2 separate regions of the Mus musculus genome follow, and region 2 is linked to region 1. Evidence: chromatin contacts called from public HiChIP or PLAC-seq data. All regions are on one chromosome and are shown on one strand. Each heading gives the region's core, a stretch centred on a gene start, on an enhancer-like site or on the middle of the called end of the contact. The rest is flanking DNA. Distances are from core to core; before and after follow the strand shown. Region 1 overlaps Asap1 (ArfGAP with SH3 domain, ankyrin repeat and PH domain1). Region 2 has its middle 26 kb from the start of Gm46509.

Region 1 (5,906 bases), core at 1,909-4,408:
TTTCTTCTTTTCCACTCCCATTAAAACCTGTTCCCCTTTCCAGTTCTCTTTAAAGTCTCCTCTGGAAAGGAGATCCTGCAGTGGATGCTTGGGTACTTAAAACTCGCTTTAGACCTTTGCCAGCTCTTGTCTTTGGAACAGCATGGCCTCTGCCTTGGGTGCAGGGCCTCTCTAACCCCTGTGATTTCTCATAGCAAGGGCAGTCGGGCAGAACAGCAGCAGAGCTCTAGGTAGTCATGTTCTTTCTTCATGGCTGCTTATGACTGCTCTAAAACACCGTGCAGATTCACATAACCAGACATGCGGTTCTGTCGTATACATCCCACCCGATCGATGCTCATTGTCTCGTCAGTCCTCCTGCTCACTACTGACTACACCACAGTCTCGTGTGACCTGCGTGCATTTCGGAATGCCTCATAGAATGCACAGAGGTGAAGAGTGCTTGTATTTATATGTCTTCACCTGAGGAAGGCATTGTCTAATACTGGATTAGCTCTTAGTCCAATGCCTCTCACTTATAGGGCAAGAATTCCATAATTTGTCTTTTTTGGAACGTTCTCCTGAGGATAAAGAATAAGGCGTTCAAACTAACCACATTTATTCATTAACTACAATAAGGATTACTTTTAAAATACCTTACAACTTCTCTCTTTAAAAAAATAAAAAAGGAGAGATAATTGATAAAATATCTATCTATCTCCCCTTTATTCCCCCAAAAGAGCAAGGAAAAGGGGCCGGCAAGACAGCAGAAGTTACAAGCACTGGCCCTTTCAGACAACCTGGGTTGGAATCCCAGAATCCATATTACAGCACATGGCTGCAATTCCAGCCCCAGGAGATTTAACATTGCCTTCTGGCCTTCTTGTACTACACTCATGGTGCACAAACACTCATACACATATGAAATGGGGGAAGAAAAAAATAAACAAACATTGTTCATTTACAGATTTTCTAGTTAGAAAAAAAGTCTCTTTCCCCTCAGCTCAGCAGGTGCTTCCAATGTCTCCTAGATTTCTCCAACATTACAAGGTCCTATAGTATAAGATGTATGTGCTACTTAGCTTTAACCGCCAACCTGACCCTGCCTAGAGTCATCTGAGAAGAAAGCTTCAACTGACCAGTGGGCATGTCTGTGGGATAGTACTGACTCATACTATGAGTAGCACCATTCTTGGGCAGCCCACTGTGGCTGACATCACTCTTGGGCAGGTAGTCTCTGGCTGTATAAGAAAATAAGCTGCCGGGCAGTGGTGGCGCACACTTTTAATCCCAGCACTTGGGAGGCAGAGGCAGGCGGATTTCTGAGTTCGAGGCTAGCCTGGTCTACAGAGTGAGTTCCAGGACAGCCAGCCAGGGCTACACAAGAGAAACCCTGTCTCAAAAAGCTCAAAAAATAAAACAAACAAACAAACAAACAACCCTGAGCCTGCAAATGGTGTTCTGTCAAGATTTCTTACCCTGAATTCTCTGAATGATGCACCGTAACCTTAAAGCATAAGCCAAATAAAGCTCTTAGTCATAATTTATCCAGCAGAGGAAGGAAAGCAGAGCAGTGTGTGGTGTTGACTTATCCCCTCTGAGGGGATTTTCCAGCAGGTGTATGTTCTGTGCTACCCCCACCTCATCAAGCCACTCTACTCGGACTATGCAGCTCCTAGACAAGGAGCTTTGGCCAGCTGGTCTTTGTACTCAATGAAGCTCATTATCCTCTGTGTTAACCAGGATTCAGTTGAAATGGAAAAACTCCAATTTCCAAAAGCCAAAGGTTAGCCTCATTTTTATAGTACTATAGAGCTAGAAGAACCCTACATGTGGATGATATAGCCTAATTTTCATATTTATTTAACCAAAAGCAAAACTCCAAGCCCTGAGAATATAAACAACTTGCCCAAGTCCAGAGTTTGACAGTCTAGTACAGAGACTAAACAGAGAGCTGCCTCTTACTCATGGGGGTTTCTATGAGGAGGATATGAAGGTGACTCCAGGCTCCAATGGCCTATGAGGGCATTTGGTTCCTCAGAAGCTCAGTAAATGGGAAGGCAGATCCTGAGATAACCCCAAGTGCTTGGGAAACATGGGCCAATCAGGCCTCTGGGAGGATACAAGCTCCAGAGGCAAGTTTGGAAAGTACTAGAGAAAGAACATGGTGGGAGGCTTGGAGGAGCCTGGGGGATCTCTAACGGTGAGAGAGGTTGAGATGAGATCATGGGTGGGGAGAGCCATATGGACTTTGGTGTGGTTAAGTTGGAATCTGATAGCCCTCCAGGTACAAGTGCCCCTGGGAAATTTATGTGCAGTTCCTGCTCTTAAAGAACCTGAGGCAAGAGTGCAGTAAGTGTGAGGCCAGACTGGGCTAACAGCAAGTTTCTGTTCCTAAATCCAACCAGCCTAATGTGGTGATGTTTGCCCATATGGAAGGACGCCAAGTCAACGATAAGGGGGGACCTGAAGGGCCCAAGAGTATAGTCACAGGATCTCATCTTAACTGAAATTGCTGACACTTGACCTCTATTCCTAGTAACTAACACACTCTTATAACTGTATGTCTAGAATAAATGCTTATAGGATGAGTAAAATGAATATGCTTAGCAGCCAGAAAAGGTCATATGAACTGTATTCTTTCAAAAATTCAAATAGGAGTAACTTCAAAGCACTATAAACCATCATGATTTTCTTTTAATACTCAGCATGTAAAGAAAAATGTATTTTATACTCTTTCTAGAGCTGCTAAATAAAACAATACATGTGGGGTGTTAGATATACTAAACAAAACGTTGGTGTGGTCCTTTTCAGTAGACACTTAGGATAAAAATCAATCCTTTATTGAATAAGGAACTCACTGATGTTAATCAGAAGCCCTAGTTCTACAAGTATCTATAATATTTAAACTAGAAGAACGTCCCACTTTCTATGATCCACACTGGAATGAAGGACATCAAAAAGTCTGAAAAGACTTACAATAAGCACTGAAAACTGTTCCCCTTCCAAATTTTAGGCAAACAGCTCCAGAAACACAACTTTATCTTCAGATACATTATTAAGTGTTTTGCTTTTTTTTTTTTTTTTTTATTTTAGCAGAAGAATAAACACAGGCTTGTTCCAAGGCCCTGACCACAGGATTTCCTTAAATGATACACTAATGAAAAATGCAAACCAGTGGAAGGCCTGACTCACCGCACCAGAGACTGCTACATTCCAAACAAAGATCTGCTTCGTATCAAGGGAGAACTAGCTCCACAAACAACAAGTTTCCCTTACCCACTTGTCTTGCGAATATTTCTGCTTTTCCGTAACATGGAATCAAAGGACAAGACTCCTATCCCCAGTGATAGATGTGTGAATAGGAATAGCTCCTAAATCATTTACTTGTGTATAGTGCTTGATTCCAATTACTCTGAAGCTGAAGATGAGATCCAGGGTAGCCAGGGGCTATACTTTTTCCTCTAGCTGCACTGCTAAAATCACCAGGGGAGACAGGCTGATCCAGCAACCTAGAGATGTCTATCTGGCTGCAGAAGCGGGACAAGCTGGCCTATCAGGTCCCACTGCAGGAGTTAGAAAGAAGGGGTGGGACAAGTGATGCACAAGAAGCCACCACTGGTGTTGAACAACTACTGAGGAAGAAACACCACTATGAGCAAGAAACAAAGAAAAGAAAAGAAGAGAAAAGAAAAGAAAAGAAACAGATACAAGTCCATGTCAGACAGCAAAGAAAAAATAAATACAAGAAAGGGACCACAAGAAGGTGGGTCAGGAGGTGGGAAAGCCAACAGCTGTCCTTCTGAGGGAGCTGATCTGAGCCTCTGCTAGCTCAGGCGTGCTAAGTGAAATGGCCTTCCTTAACTCATGCACAACTTACACATCCCTATAAAGTGAGGCACACTGACCCATGAGGGCAAAGAATTATTAAAAAATAAGATCAAGGCACACAGCCTAGCTAGTTCTGCTGACCTTCTTTAGTAAGCTCCTTGAGGTTCACTACAATGACTGATTTTGAGGGCTTCCTATGAGCTTGGCACAGAGAAACACTAAGGAGGCAGGCACTCTTAATTATTGCACAGAGGAGGAATCTGAGGTGTAAAGGTGTTGAGTGGCTTGTCTTAAGGTCACGTCCTGATAAATGTGATCCACGCGAGCTTTTCTCACTCTGCTGCTCTGTGTTGAAGGCAGCGGCAGTTATGAGAGACCCTGTGAGAACTGATGAGAAGGAACAGCATAACTGGAAAGCGGAAAGAATTCTTAACCATGATGGGAACGTGGCATGGTATGAAGGCCAACAAAGAAAGTGTATGAACGGCCTACCTCCAGACAGGGGACTTGAAACATCAGAGTTGGAAACATTACAGATTCAGATCAGAAATGGTAAGCAGGCAGCATGTCACACAGAGAGAGCAGGGGAGGGATAAAGCACAGACACTCTTTCACCTCTTTTACAGTTCACCTGGGAGGAACACGTCACTAGGGTCTAGCCACGATCCTGTGATCCCCGGCACTCAGGCCAGACAGACATTGGCGCAGCCTTCACTCATCAGTCTACAAATGGTACTGGTGTAGCCAAGTAGCTGAGAGGCAGTATGGCTCCTGTCACCATCTCTAAAGACCTGGCCCAAGCACTGCCTCTCAACATGCCAATCTGTTTAGTTTGCACAACAATCGTACAAACTACTTTACAAAAATAACTGTCCTCCTGTAGTTACTCAGAGATTCATTATATCATACTTTATCTTGTCTCACTTCATGTCAGAAATCTAAGCACCGACTCAAGCTAACTAACATGTTTATCACCCGTCCCTGGAACATGAACACAAGATGGGAAGTAAAATGCTTCCCTGCCTGAAACGCAGGACAAGGCAGTGCTAGTGCACATCCAAGCCATGAAGACAGCAAAGTGCTAACAACACTATACTACTCAGAAGGCTCTACACGTCCTGCTTGGCTGGGCAGGGCAGGGCAAAGGTGACTGAGAAGACGGGCGTTCCACCTGGCCTCAGAAAATAAAGAGCCAGAGCACAAGGAAAGAATCAAACGGTCAGAATATCCAGAGCACCAGTAGTTTAAGCCTAAGGAAAATCAGAATATGATGACAATTTCTCTGAAGAAGAATGCTAAGCAGCTTACTCAACTCAAAACAGTAGGTAAATGGGGAGCTGGGCATCAAGCCCAGGCCATCCACCTCGGGAGTTAGGGTCTCAACTATGGTTGAGAACATACAGTGAAGAGCTTCCTCGACCTAACTCTTATGAGGCAGTGAGTCAGAGCGGTACCTCCACCTTCCTTCACGGGACAGTCAGCTATGATTGCCACCTTTCCTTCTTGGTAGTACTTCACGTGGAGTCTGTTAAAAAGGACATCGAGTGAGGCCTGTCTAGATAAACTCAGGAGCCACCAGCGCAGAGATGGCTAAAGCAACTAGAGAGCGGAGCATTCTATAGCGATGGTTCTTACGGACAGCTGTGCCATACACTGCTGACCAAGCAACTGCCAGCATCAGATAGCAGCATAGAGTTGGCACTCCACAATTCCTATCTTAGCATCTTCCTTCTGGGAATGCATGCCAAGGAAATTGCTCAGTTGGAAAAAAAAAGGCTAATGACTCAGAAGTGAATTAGAACAGTGATGGTTATTAGCCAAAATTTAGGCAATCTCCAGAGAGAAGATTACACAGAAATGGTTTGGGACAGTGACAAACAGTTCCATACAGTTATATTATGCTACTCGAAAAACTAACAGAAGACTGCAAACCCATAAAACAGTATAAAGCAAGAAGGCAAAGGCCACTGTTTAAAACTAGAAAAAAGAAAGACTTAAAAATCGTAACTAAAAATAGTTGGGTTAGAGGCATCACGGACGATCTGTTCTCTCCGAGTATTTTTAAAATCCAGTATTGTAGAGTATGCTAAACCTGA
Region 2 (5,906 bases), core at 1,265-3,764, 250 kb after region 1:
CTAAACCTTTCTGTCTCTCAGCTTCCAGTAAGGTCATCTTTGATTTCCTATATTCTTAAAGCCCAAAGTCTTAAAGTTCTGTGCTCTTCAAGGAGTTATTTATTTGTTTAGGTGTCTTTGTAGACATGTTTAATGCATGTATGTGTATATGCATGCATGGGGAAATTAGAAGTCAATGTTGGATGTTTTCCACTCTCAATCTTATTTTTTGAGGCAAGGTCTCTCCCTGTACCTGGAACACTGATTGCCTAGATTGTCTCCCAGTGCTGGGGTGACAGGCATGCACTACAAAGCCCAGTTATTTACATGGATGCCAGTGATCCGAACTCAGGCTCTCATGCTTGTGTGACAATCACTTTGCTCACTTGGGTTCATCAGCCCTAAAGGTGATTTAAACTCTTCTTGACATTGCTTGAAGTTTGTTGCCTTGTTCTAAGGTCAATCCCACCTTCTGGACTTTTGTCAGGTAAGCACCCCATTCCTATACCCAAATCCATGTTAGTTATCTATTTCTGCCCAGCTTAAAGCAAGTATCATCTTACAGGTTCTGTGGGTCAAGAATCTCCATGGCTTAGCAGATGTTTCTGGCTCCACATCACTCATGAGAATGCAGTCAGGTTGATGTCCAGGGCTCAGTCTTATCTCAAGACTCAACCAGAGGCTGGGAGATCAACTCGTACATTTATAAATGCGACAGAGGGAAGGCTGCATCCTTTTACAGGCTGTGAGACTGAGGCCCTTAACTCCTCATTGGCTGCTGGCGTTGGAGTCTCAGTTCTTCACTGAACCATAAAGGTCTCTACACAAGATGGCAGCATGATTATCCTAGCTTGAGCAATCAAGAGAAAATGAGATGATTTATAATGTCTTGAATGTAACATCCTGTAGCTAAGATTTAGTCAGTTAGAGATGAGTTATTAGAATCTGGCTATGGTGGCCAATACATATAATCCAAACCCTCAGGCTGAGGCAAGAAGACCCTAAGTTTGAGGTCAATGTGGGATATATGTATCTATGTATGTATCTACGTATCTACTATCTATTTATCTATCAATCATCTTTGTATGTATCATCTATGTATGTATGTATGAACCTGAACTACATAATGAAACCCAACAGAGGTGGAGGTTGGACAAGTAGGTACAGTGATGATTGGACTGTAGAATTAAGGAAATACAAGCAGGAGGATCAAGAGTTTGGGGTTATCTATATAGACTTCATAATGAGTTTCAAGGACATTCCAGTTAATATTAGCCAAAACTAAATAAGCAAGTCATTAGTCCGGGCCACACTCAAGGTGAGGGAGTTTCCTAAATGTCTTAATGGTGGAGAGAGAATCACTCTAGAAACCTAACCTTTGAAACTATCTACACATGCAAACAAAAACAGTTACAGGCTTGGTTATTTATTGAGCAACTATTTTATTTATTTATTTATTATGCAATTTTCTCAATTACATTTCCAATGCTATCCCAAAAGTCCCCCATACCCCCCCACTTCCCTACCCACCCATTCTCATTTTTTTTTTTGGCCCTGGCGTTCCCCTGTACTGGGGCATATAAAGTTTGTGTGTCCAATGGGCCTCTCTTCCCAGTGATGGCTGACTAGGCCATCTTTTGATACATATGTAGCTAGAGTCAAGAGCTCCGGGTACTGGTTAGTTCATAATGTTGTTCCATCTATAGGGTTGCAGGTCCCTTTAGCTCCTTGGGTACTTTCTCTAGCTCCTCCATTGGGAGCCCTGTGATCCATCCAATAGCTGACTGTGAGCATCCACTTCTGTGTTTGCTAGGCCCCGGCATAGTCTCTCAAGAGACAGCTATATCTGGGTCCTTTCAGCAAAATCTTGCTAGTGTATGCAATGGTGTCAGCGTTTGGAAGCTGACTATGGGGTGGATCCCTAGATATGGCAGTCTCTAGATGGTCCATCCTTTTATCACAGCTCCAAACTTTGTCTCTGTATCTCCTTCCATGGGTGTTTTGTTCCCAATTCTAAGAAGGGGCACAGTGTCCAAGAATGAAGACCAAAGTGTGAGCAACTATTTTGTTCTAGACATTCTTGTAGGTGCTTGGAACACACTAAGAAGAAAAACTGACCAAGATGAATCTGGTCTCATGGTGCTCCCTGGGGGAATTATTATGAAGGCACGTGAGAATAGAGTCTGTTTGAGGAACTACTGGAAGTAGAGTAAGATGGGACTTGGATATGTAGTGGACATGAATTACAAAGACCCTTCCTCACTAGGTGGTGTGTTTGGATTAACAACACAAGCAAGGAGAAGTTCTGCAGGTGGTACAGCCATAGTGTATGATGGGCTCCAAGAGTATCAATAGGACAAGGGTGGGCCGTAACTCCCATGAGAGATGTTGGTGCCTACCTCCTGCTTAATGAATTAAATGTGGAACTGTACAGGTGAGTCATATTTAGAAATCGAAAGGAATGGCATACTGTCAGATGTTACAACGTGAATGAAACTTGGAGACATTATACTAAAACAAATATGTGAGTCACGAGAGACCACATTCTGTATGACTCCATTTGTATAAAATGCTCAGAATGGGCGAGTCACCCATGGAGACAGAAAGTAGATTAGTGGTTTCTTGCAGTTGGAAAGGATGGGTGTGGAAGATGACAGCTAGAAGATACTGGGTTTCCTTTTGAGGCAATGAAAAAAAATGTTCTTAAATTGATAGGCCTGACTGTACAATTCTGTGAAGATAATCATAATGATAACAAAGTACATTAAGTTGTACGTAGTCAAAAGGTTGCTCGCATTGCATGTGGGCTATGCTTCAACAAAGATGTTTCAGAAACAGAAAACAGTCTGGGAATGTAGCTTGGTTGGTTGGTAGAGTGCTTGCTTAGCGTGAAGACATCCTGAGTTTGGTTCTCAGCACAGTGTGACCCAGGTGTGATGGGACTGTGCTCTGATTTCAGCACTCAGGAGGTAGAGGCAGGAGGGTCAGAAGTTCAAGGCCGTCTTCAGCTGCATAGCAGTTTAAGGCCCCGTCACAATAAAAATGACAATGACATCATCAACAACAACAAACATATCAACAACAGACAAACCAAAATCATCCCAAACACTTCAAAACACAATATAGAACCTAAAGCAGTTCTGGTGACTCTGAGATCAGTTTTTGAAGATTAGCTTAGCCCTTCTTGCTGCTCATGGTTAGGTCCTTAAAACTTATCAAATCCTGTTCTAAGTACTGTTTTCTTCCATTTCCTTTTCTTCCCTTCTTTCCTATTTTTATGGGAATCTCTTTATCACATTTTTAAAATCCTCTTTCTTATTTCTGCTTTTTTTTTCTCTACCTCAACCCATCTGGGGCTCCTGGTTACTTGTTCTAAGCATCACCCACATGACTAAGCCAGTATGGCTATACCTACATCTATAACCCCAGAACTGTGGAGATAGAGAAGGTAGGATCCAGGGCTTGTAGACACTAGCCTAGCTGCATATTCGGGGGGAGACCCTAACTCATAGAAACAAGGCAAAGAATGATAGGGAAAGATACTTAACATCCTCCTCTGCCTACTGTGAGAATGTGCACACAAGTGTGCACACACAAAGAAATCTGCATCTTTTAATAATATTGAATTCCTAGTTAAACTATGCCATCCACAATTCAGAAAATGACACTGCCTGACTACAACTAGCCACCATCAGGTCCCATATCCAATGAGCATCTTTGGTGTTAGGTCTTATTCGATAGTACACTGAACAAAGCAAACAGGTTTCACGTCTTTGCCAAAGTTTTCAGCCTAATGGGGAGATGAACAAACATAGAAGAGTATAGAACAATCAGCAAGGCAAAGGAAGCACACACAAACACTGAACACAACCTCAGATGCAAATGACTAAAGTAAAGCCTAAGATTGGCTGGGAAAGGACAGACAGGTGTGATACCAGAACATGCTCAGCAAAGAGGAGAGTTCAGGTGCAGGTCCAGATGGGAGAGAAAGCATGTGTTGTCCCCTAAAGAAGGGGGACAAGCCAGTAAGAACCAAGGGAAGGGCAGAGACATGGTCAGAGATGGATTGTGAGCTGTCTCTCCTGACCACGGGTGCTGTTAAAGCATCAGGTCAGGAAAGCGTCACGGGTGCCATTTTCATCTCAGGCAGCTCCAAATCAGCAGGGATTGTCTTGGTCTACTCAAGGCAGCTGTAACGAAATCAAGCAGAGATTTCTTTTTTTTAAAAAAATAGATCTCAAAGCTGGACAGCCCAACGTTTGAGGAGCTCCTGTCTGTTGAGGACTGGCTGGCTGTGCCATCCTGTGGTGGAAAACAGTGGGTAAGAGGTGTGCAAGAGGCAAGAGCTTGACTTCAGCTTAATCAGCATAATCGATTCATCAGAGCAGAGTCCCCATGACCTGAAGACCTCACCTTTCCGCCCAATACTATTGCACTGGGACTTATTTCAACTTGAGCTTCGGAAGGGTTAAAAGTAACCAAGTGACAGGTACCTTGCACGGCTATGATGACACCCAACTCTGCCTTGAGTTTGTTATGTGCTGCGGTCACATCATTTCACCACTCGGGGTCACAGATTTCCACGTAGTAAATGGTGTTAGTAATAACCACCTGAAAGGGTTGTTGTGAAAGCTCACAGCGAGACACATGCAACCAGCTGGCACACGGTAGGTAAATGAACACAGGAATAAAAGAACCATTGCGCTGCACATGCGTATTCACCCTGAGTTTTTAGAGGATCCAGTTTTACAGATGCTCTCTACAGAGGAGAGTTGCTGGAAACCACGTGCAATTTCCCCTGTGGATTTGTATCTCCACAGATTCAGCTCTGGGGACCGTATGCTCATCTTAGGGATCACAGTGAAGATGGGCCTTTTCAGGGGAACAACCAAGTTGGAATGTGGGGTGAAGATGAAGCATTGGGCTCCAGTCAGACCCAAAGTGAACAAAGTGAAGACAGAGTTAAGGGACAGAAGAGCAAGCCTTGAGTATGCCAGCAGACACAATCTTACTAAGATCCAAACTTAGGTGGCCATGCCTCCATACACTGAGACTGCTCTCTACCCCTCAAGATGAGGTCTCTTCCTTGTGGTTTGGTCTCCCTCATGAGTTCATTTAATGGGGGTTTCTATGATTATTGTTTTTTTTTTAATTTTATTTTAGAAATGCTAAGAAGAGGGCTTTAGAGATGGCTCAGCAGTAAAGAGCGCTGGCTTTTCTTCTAGCACTGGCTGCTCTTCCAGAGGCGCTAAGTTCAATTCCCAGCAACTACATTGTGCTTCATAACCATCTGTAATAGGATCTGATGCCCCCTTCTGGTGTGCATGAAGACAGCATACTCATTTGCATTAAATAAGTAAATAAATAGATAAATCTTTTTAAAATGTTAAGAAGAGCACATAAAGGTAGGGAGAGAATATGTCGTGAGGGAGAAGTCTGGGGGTTAGAGGGAAGAGTTAGAGGAGAAATGAGTCACATATATTACATGCACATATGAAGTTGTCAAAGAATGAATAAAAATATTCTCAATTTTCTAAACAACATACTAACATACTACTGTCATCTTTTAAGATGTTGCTACCAGAATAACCTTTCTCAGAGAGACAGAATTAGCCTCCAGTTCTGGCCTCTCTCTTACTTGCTTGTGTTGGTTGACTCATTTCTTTAAGCCTCAGACCTTTTACTAAGAAAACGGGAATCATATTACCTGCCACATAGGTTTACTGGGAGGACTGCATGAAAGAATTCACCGATGTTTCTTAGCACAGGGGCTGGCACACTCTGCTAGTCATTATTAGCATTATCAAAAGGATAATAAAAGCTACCTCGCTTGCCAATTAGATGCGTGACAGATGGTACTTGCATTTATTATTGTTATTATAAAGGAATGCTGGAGTTTTATTGTAATCACTCTGAGGCTGATTGAC

Evidence for each region. HiChIP or PLAC-seq counts read pairs in DNA pulled down with a chosen protein or histone mark.
Region 2: a FOXA1 HiChIP or PLAC-seq map of pancreatic cancer cells shows a contact between it and region 1. The contact joins two enhancer-like sites. A contact is called at or near these places in 2 of 484 Hi-C or Micro-C datasets (the 3T3-L1 cell line and adipose-derived mesenchymal stem cells) and 1 of 115 datasets of contacts at active chromatin or transcription factors (pancreatic cancer cells).

What each region holds. Positions count from the first base shown.
Region 1 is chr15:64,220,428-64,226,333 of GRCm38.p6, forward strand. All of the region lies in intron 3 of Asap1 (ArfGAP with SH3 domain, ankyrin repeat and PH domain1), which reads right to left. Among named protein-coding and RNA genes, the nearest start is that of 1700010G06Rik, 91 kb to the right of the region's middle. Within about 2 kb of position 3,159, at least 85 of the 459 cell types and tissues checked have an H3K27ac peak or open chromatin away from gene starts, as enhancers often do. A contact at or near this core is called in adipose-derived mesenchymal stem cells and pancreatic cancer cells, where this site is marked.
Region 2 is chr15:64,474,842-64,480,747 of GRCm38.p6, forward strand. No RefSeq gene overlaps it. Among named protein-coding and RNA genes, the nearest start is that of Gm46509, 26 kb to the right of the region's middle. Within about 2 kb of position 2,515, at least 41 of the 459 cell types and tissues checked have an H3K27ac peak or open chromatin away from gene starts, as enhancers often do. A contact at or near this core is called in adipose-derived mesenchymal stem cells and pancreatic cancer cells, where this site is marked.